2 separate regions of the Sus scrofa genome follow, and region 1 is linked to region 2. A link is a contact called in public promoter capture Hi-C data. All regions are on one chromosome and are shown on one strand. Each heading gives the region's core, a stretch centred on a gene start, on an enhancer-like site or on the middle of the called end of the contact. The rest is flanking DNA. Distances are from core to core; before and after follow the strand shown. Region 1 holds the start of FAM96A (MIP18 family protein FAM96A). Region 2 holds the start of NARS (asparagine--tRNA ligase, cytoplasmic).

Region 1 (3,770 bases), core at 1,109-3,608, 1.0 Mb before region 2:
TGCTATGGCTGTGGTGTAGGCCAGCAGCTGTAGCTCCAGTGAAACCCCTAGCCTGGGAATTTCCATATGCCTCGGGTGTGGCCCCCAAAAAAGCCAAAAAAAAAAAAAAAATTTTAGTTTATATTTAAACTTTCAGCACCCAATTCCAATCTGCTATGCATAAGTTTTGACCAGACCTTGACTTTTAACCACAAACCCTGCCTGTCATTCGCTAAACAAGTTATTGTCTCACTTCCATAATTTTGCTCCAGTTTCCTCTGCTTAGCATGGCCTCCACTTTTTCTTCTCTCTTTTTTTTTGGGGGGCCGCACCCACGGCATATGGAGGTTCCTACACAGCCACAGCAATGTTGGATCCGAGCCACGTCTGCAACCTACACCACATCTCACAGCAACATCGAATGCTTCACCCACTATGCACGGCCAGGGATTGAACCCACAACCTCCCGGTTCCTAATGGGATTCATTTCCCCTCTGCCATGACAGGAACTCCATATACTCTTTATATGTCCAGATCCTACCAATCCTTCAAGGCCCAATTCAAGTGACTCCTTTTTTTTTTTTTTTTTTTTTGTCTTTTTTTTTTTTTTTTTAGGGCTGCACCCTCGGCATATGGAGGTTCCCAGGCTAGGGGTCAAATCGGAGCTGTAGCCACTGGTCTACGCCACAGCCACAGCAAGGCCAGATCCGAACCTCGTCTGTGACCTACACCACAGCTCGACAATCCTGGATCTTTAACCCACTGAGCAACGCCAGGGCTGGAACCTGCATCCTCATGAATAGTAGTCAGGTTCTTTTCCACTGTGCCACAACTGAAACTACCAAGTGTCTCCTTAAAGTCTCTCCTTCCTCTGAATTTCTGTATCTCTCGTACAGTCTTTGGCCTTCTTTTGCATATGATTTTTAAGTTACATTTTTGCATTTATAAAGGCTCCCCTCAACAAAAGTGTGAGGACAAAAACTCTCTTTCAAAGTTGTATCACCAGTGCCCTGTTGTCCCTAGATGCTGGAGATAGAGATCTGACAGGACAGGAATGTGTCCATCTGCCTTGTGGAGATCATTCCATTCATAATTATCTCCTCATTGGGGTTAAGTCCTGCCTCTAGCAATAGGTAAACTAGATTAGCTCCAAATGTCTTTAACATCCCTGGCTTCTTTCTACTGGTCTATAATCCTTACCTGCATATTTGCATTCTTGCAGTTTTACCCTGGTTACCAGGAATTGCCGAAAGTTAGACCAGTCTTTTTAGTTTTCAAACACAATACTAGAAAATCCCCAAAAAAGGTAAGTCATAAAGCAAAAGTGCACTAAGTTTGGAATCAGAAGATTCCAAACTTAGTGATTGGTTTTTGGTGTTTCCTTAACCAAAACTTTGGTTTTGGTGTTTCCATGGAGTCAATGTGGCCTCCAAGTAGTTGCTTAACCACTCTAAACCTTTGTTTCCTCATCTGTACAGTGAAGACGGTTCCAGGGTTTGAAAAGAGTCTACCTGCATCTACATCTAAAACTCTGTGTGTGGTTTGCTTTTTTGTTCTTCTTTTGTTTTTGCATTCCAGGCTTAGCTGTGTGGAAAAAAAACAAAAACAACAACAACAAAACTTAAAGTTCAAGGCTAGGCTCTCAGGAACCTCTGGCTATTGCCTATGCAGAAAAGAGTAGCTGTGACCTTGAGCTAGTCCTCAACTCCACCCAGCAATGCCCTCGGCGGTGGCAGGATTGTGTGTCCAGGGGCTGGAGATAGGAAGCTCAAGTCATGCAATCAGGCCAGCTTTGCTTCCTAACCAAGCATCCTAGACTCCTGCTCTGCCCAGATGTCTTGAGATGGCCACTAGAACGTGAGGCAGACAAGAAAATTGAAGCATTTGAGACTCAGGGTTCGACTTGCCCTAGGTTTAGGAAGAACCTTATAAAGACCACATGCCCGAAAAACTTGGGACCCGGGAGAAAAAGCTTTCCATGCTCCCAGAAATCCGGCAAAAACCACTCCCACTCTCAGGTGAGGCCCAAGTTACCCCCGCCTCCATATATACCGCCAAACACTGCCCTCGGTAAAATTATTTACCATAAACCTCTAGCGCTTTCTCTTCCATGATCCGGGGCTGCCGGGCAGCTCCGCGCTCAAAGAGGCCGGAGAGCCACAGGACTCTGTTCAGCGTCCTGGAAAGCAGCCCGGACACCCGCTCCATTCTCACGCTCCGCCATCCCTGGCGACTGTCCCACCCGAGCCACCGTCTTTCAACAGCGAGCTTCACAATTTATCAACTTCCTGATCTTCAAAGGGGCCAAGACAAGCCTAAAAGGTCCTGGGCAGCAGAGACTAGGCGGGACTGGACGGAGTAGCGCGAAGGATCTAGGGAAAAAGGCTGCACGGACTACAAACCCCAGCATACTTTGCTCGGCTTTGGCGGACAGGAGGGGCGGGCGGGGGGGGGGGAAATCCCTAGAGGCACGTGAAGCGCGTTGTGTGCTGGGACGTATGGGCGTTTTCTTCGGAAGACGGAGAGCTGCATTATGGGAACTGTAGTTTCCCACGGTGGGGGGGTCGGGAGGGAGGTAACGTTTTGTTACCCATTACAAAATGCCTCACTCAGCGCTTGGATAAGCTAAGGATGAATACTGAAGAGGTAGGGAAAAGGAAATCTTGATTTCTAGTGCTGGAGGACGTCTACACGGAGACTCCCTACCGTTATTTCTCCGAGAGAGTGTCGCTTCCAGCCAAAGTTTTCTTAACGACTAGTCAGGCCGGAAGTGAGTTTCCGTTGCAGTGAAAGGACGTGTACTTGGATGGTTAGGCGTGGAGGGGGTTCCTTTTTGGTTTTGTCTCATAGGAACTCAGGCCAGCACAACTCCCAATACCCCCTGAATATTTCTGCCAGTTTCCCTCGAAGACAACTTAGAACGAGAGAGCTTTCCCCTGTGTCCGGTGTGTCTCACAGTGACATTAGAGATCGCAATCCTAAAAAGAACGTTCTAAGCCCTTTGGTATTGGTGGCTGTGATGATGCCAGTAACAAGGTTGATGGTATTAATTTTATCCATCCATCCTTCCAATCAAGTCTCAAACGTTTATTAGATACTTAATTTGCCAGACTTAGTCTATAGACGCGGAGGATACAAGATGGGACAGGACTCCCGCCCTTAAGCAGCTCACAGACCTGTGAGGGAGCCAACACCTGATGCTGAGAGATTTGCAGTTACAAACAAACTAAACCTTTTGTCAAAGTTGATGCCAAGTTTAGTATCATCTCTATTGAGAGGAAGGTCAGGATTTCTTGCTGAGTTATCCCATGATAACATATCCTATTTATCTTTAAAGATAAAATCTTATATAGCTGATTTAGACTTTAAGCCCACCAGATAATAGTGAATAGTTTAGGCCGCAGGAAAATTTGGTTCAGAGTTTAATAATTCCCCTGTCATCTGTTCCACTCCACTTACTCCACAGCAGTTGTGAGGATAATCCTAACTTCCTTGCGACCAAACTTAGCCCACTGAAGTCTCACCTCTTTGAGGCGTCCTGACTTCTCCAGGCAGAATTGATGATCTCTTACTATGCTCCCACAGCACATTATAGCACTGATCGTATTGAATTGTTAATTTACATGCCCGTCTCCCTCAAGCGCCTGGTGGGCAGAAGGAGCTTTATTTTTATATGTGAAACGCATAGCAGGGTGCGAGGCACAGAGTAGATGCTCAATATTTATTTCTTGAATGAACTAACTAAATGTCAAGAGAATAAATGGCGAAAATTGACTGCATATGTTGAGACC
Region 2 (3,932 bases), core at 1,334-3,833:
ACTGTCAATGTTCCTTTGGCCCCTGATGCTGTTAAAAAAACAGTAGTCCTTCTCAAGGTATTGTCACAAGCCCAAGAATGTTTCTGTTTCTTCCCGCCAGGGGATTCAAGATATTAGATCTGGATTGTGAAGCCAAAGTGAGAGGGTTCCAGAGCCTACCATTTCTCATCATGAATCAATTCTCTCAAGTGTTAACAATCAACCTTTAGATTAGAGGTCAATTTGCCAAATGAGAATCATCTTGCAGGGTCATTACAAAATGGGTGCTGAGCCAAGCTTCATAATGAGTAAGCCAGCCTATGGAGTCCTATACAGGGTTTCTCGTTACCACCCACTTGGGAACTCTCACCTACCTTCAGATTCCTCATTTAAATTTTGTGTGACCAACATAAACGTGCATCATTAGTGAAGAGTTTAACAGAGGTGACACTAAGGACTCTTTCTAAAGGTATATTTATGGTTCAACTTTTTGGGAAACTTGCCTCAGGATTCCATCACTGCCAACATCTTGAGTAAATGTGAACCTAGAAGAGCTCTTTTCAATTTATTGGGTTTGTCCAAGACCAGACTGTTTCTTAGGATTTTGTGGCTTGGGGTGAAAATACTTTCATGATCTGCTCCAACAACAACAAAAACAAACAAAAACAAAATACACACACAACCATAAACCAAGAAATCCACTGGGCCTCTGAGATCCCCAGAGACCCCACAGGAGCCTCAACTCCTGCTAAACTAATACCATGATTGCTCTTCAAAATAACCTGGGGGAGTTCTCCCTCATTGCTTTCAGAGAACACAATCCCTTGTGTTCTGAAAGCTTCCCACTCCCCCCTCCATTTGACTCTACCTTCAACTTTCAAGACCATTTGACTCTACCTTCAACTTTCAAGACTATCTCAAATCCCACATTGTACCCAGGTCAATTCAAAGAAAGGAGTCCAGGCTGATACGAATTGTGCATTTAGAAAGCTTGAGAGCATACAGCCTGGTGAGCCTACGGGGGGGGGTTGGGGTGGATCCTAAGAGCAAAAGAAGTCAGGGAGGGTTGCCAGCTGGAGAATGAGAGTTTATGTTTCCAACTGTTCGCCCTGGCTGGAGTATAGAGATTAGACTGGAGAAATAAGGAGGACTGAGAAGACAGGAGGAAGGATACAACAGCTGAGCCCTGAACAACTCAGGGGTTAGGGCACAAATCCTCACGCAGCCGAAAATCAGATTATAACTTTATAACTGACCATCGGTGGAATCAACCAACTGCAGATCCTGTACTACTGCACTAGGTATTTACTGGGGAAAAACCCACCCATCAATTCAAATTTGTGTTGTTCAAGGGTCAGCTGTGGTTACATTGTACCAGAAGGTAAGGACAGGTGCTGAGCCTGGAAAGTTTGAGAGTTTTGAAGGAGGGCCATCAGAGCTCCTATTCAACAGCGTGAAGCAAGAGATGGGTCATTTCTTGAGAGAGTTGGGGCAGTGGAAAAGATCTGCAGAGTCTGAGATACTTTGAAAACTGGCCAGAATTCATTAGGAGTGGGGTATGGGTCCGTCCCACCAGCATCCCTCAGCAGTTTGAAGGCCTGAGATTTGATTTAAGCAGGATCATGGAACAAAAGAACAATGATTAACTAGCAATACTATTTACATCCTAATTCAGAAAGTTCACTAGATGCCAAGCACACACTAGGCATTTCTGTATCTCACATTAACCTCCAAAGGCAGCCTTTCCAGAATATTATCATCACTTTACAGTTGAAAAACCTGTGGCTCAGAGAGATTAAGGAACCCGAGCAGAGTCACTGAGGCAGAAAGAGCCCTGTGTCCTAGGATATCTGGCTTCAGTGCCCCATTAGTCACCCGCCTTCAAGAAAAATGAAGGACACTTTATAGTGTCCTTCATTTTAACTTTTCAGGAAGAGATTAAAGACAAAGCTAGCAGTTTACAAACACGAAAGAGCCTGGGGGCCGCCAAAATAAATTAACGAGCAAACCTAAATGCTTAAATTTAACTCTACAAGCAAAAAGTTACATTTCCAGTTTTCTAAGTTAATAGTGTCACTGTAATGATAATTCCCACTTTTTGTTTGCAGTGTCAAATCGATTTTAAACATTACTGAGATTTTCTCAAACATTACTGAGATTTTCTTCGATTGCTTGACCGCTTCGCTATCTAGGCAAACACTAAGCTTCCCCTCCCCACACCCCAGCCCCCGTTCCCGGCCCTGGGTTGGGGAAAAGTGTCCTAGAAACGCTTACAGTGATTTTTGCCTCTTCTCTCTTCGAAACGTCTTGAGGAGCAAATAACTTTAGTGCATAAAAAAGCGCTAAAGAAGCCTGCGCGCTTGCTCCAAGATAACGCACGGAAAGCTGTGCTCAAACAAGCCTGAGATCCAGCCTCCCTTACTCACAGGGGAGGTGCCGCGCAGAACCGGAAATGTTAAGACCACGTGTGGAAAGGCAAAAGTGCCTGGAGACAACATGGCAACACGGAAGTTGCGGGCCTTGGGCCCCAGCCAGCGGCCCGCTACGGTGGCCCGCGGGGGCCATAACAGGGTTAGGACCGTGATTCGCTTCTGGCTCCCGGTGGAGCGGAGGAGGCTTCTACCCAGAGACTAGAACAACCCTGATGGGCGGGGGCGAAATATCGAGGACCGCAAGAAGAGGGCGCCCCAGCTGGGCGGTCTGAGGAGGAGAGAAAAACAATACCATTCACTGCATGCATTCATTCACTATAAGCACCGACAAATTTCAATTTGTTCTTGGAAGTGACTGTTTCCACGATGCTGTAAGTAAAGTTCTGCTTCCGGAAGGAGGTTGGACTAAACTGTCTGCCCAACAGATAATTAGCAAACGCTTACTGAGTGCAAGCTGTGCTGAGTGCCCTGGAAGGATGCCAGCATGGCATCTTACCTACATTCTGGTAGTGACATGTACGGGCCAGGGACCAGACACAGGGGGCAGGGGCAAGTTCAGTACGGGCTGTGGGTAGATGAGGAGCAAACCACTCTAGGAAAGAGGTTGACTGCTTTGTTTTTATTACTGGGGGTAGAAACTGCAGGAGGCAGGCAGAGGGTCTTGTCTGCAGTTGCCCTGGAGCTGTCGTCCCTTCTCTCACTTCCATTTCATGTGGTCTTCACTGGTGTTAGGAGAGTTTGTCCTTCCTTTGGGCAAAGAACGGTAAAGATTGGAGTTCCCGTAGTGGCGCAGTGGTTAACGAATCCGACTAGGAATTCGTTGCGGGTTGCGGGTTCTGTCCCTGCCCTTGCTCAGTGGGTTAACGATCCGGTGTTGCCTTGAGCTGTGGTGTAGGTTGCAGACGCGGCTCGGATCCCGCGTTGCTGTGGCTCTGGCGTAGGGTGGCGGCTACAGCTCCGATTCAACCCCTAGCCTGGGAACCTCCATAAGCTGTGGGAGCGGCCCAGAGAAATAGCAAAAAGACAAAAAACAAAACAAAACAAAACCAAAAAAAAAAAAACAGTAAAGATTTCTGCCTTCTGGCTTCAGTGTGGGTCATAGACATTTCAAGTGCTTCACAGAAATGAAAATACCTGGAGAACTGTTTGAAACCAAAAAACACACAAAATAATCATAATAATATACATTCCACTGTGTGAGAGATTGCATCAAACATTGTCTGACACCTTGCAGTGTGTTTTAACTGCCTCCCAATAGGCTATTCAGCTCCTCTTTTAAGCCAGCTGCTTCTGAGTAACGGGGCTTTTATCGGTCACTACTGTCCTGATAAAGCTGTGTAACAAAATGTTCCAAAACTCAGAGGCAACACAACAATCATTTATTCTCACTGGTCTATCTAGGAGTCAGCTGATCTGGACCAAGTTCAGGTGGGTTTAGTTCCAAGATGTAGACTGGATCCAGGTCACACTTCTATCACCTTCCTTGGACCAGTAAACTCTTCTCCTGATAATGGCAGGGGC

The links. Promoter capture Hi-C pulls out the DNA fragments that hold promoters and counts their contacts.
Region 1: a promoter capture Hi-C map of liver shows a contact between it and region 2, with 3 times the contacts expected there. The contact joins the promoter of FAM96A here to the promoter of NARS in region 2. A contact is called at or near these places in 1 of 5 promoter capture datasets (liver) and 2 of 47 Hi-C or Micro-C datasets (heart right ventricle and liver).

What each region holds. Positions count from the first base shown.
Region 1 is chr1:107,950,206-107,953,975 of Sscrofa11.1, reverse strand. FAM96A (MIP18 family protein FAM96A) reads right to left here and starts at 2,358. Exons shown (of 4, transcript XM_021093923.1): 1 at 2,064-2,358. The coding sequence starts at 2,187.
Region 2 is chr1:106,931,756-106,935,687 of Sscrofa11.1, reverse strand. It overlaps NARS (asparagine--tRNA ligase, cytoplasmic), which reads left to right and starts at 2,583. Exons shown (of 16, transcript XM_003121455.6): 1 at 2,583-2,782.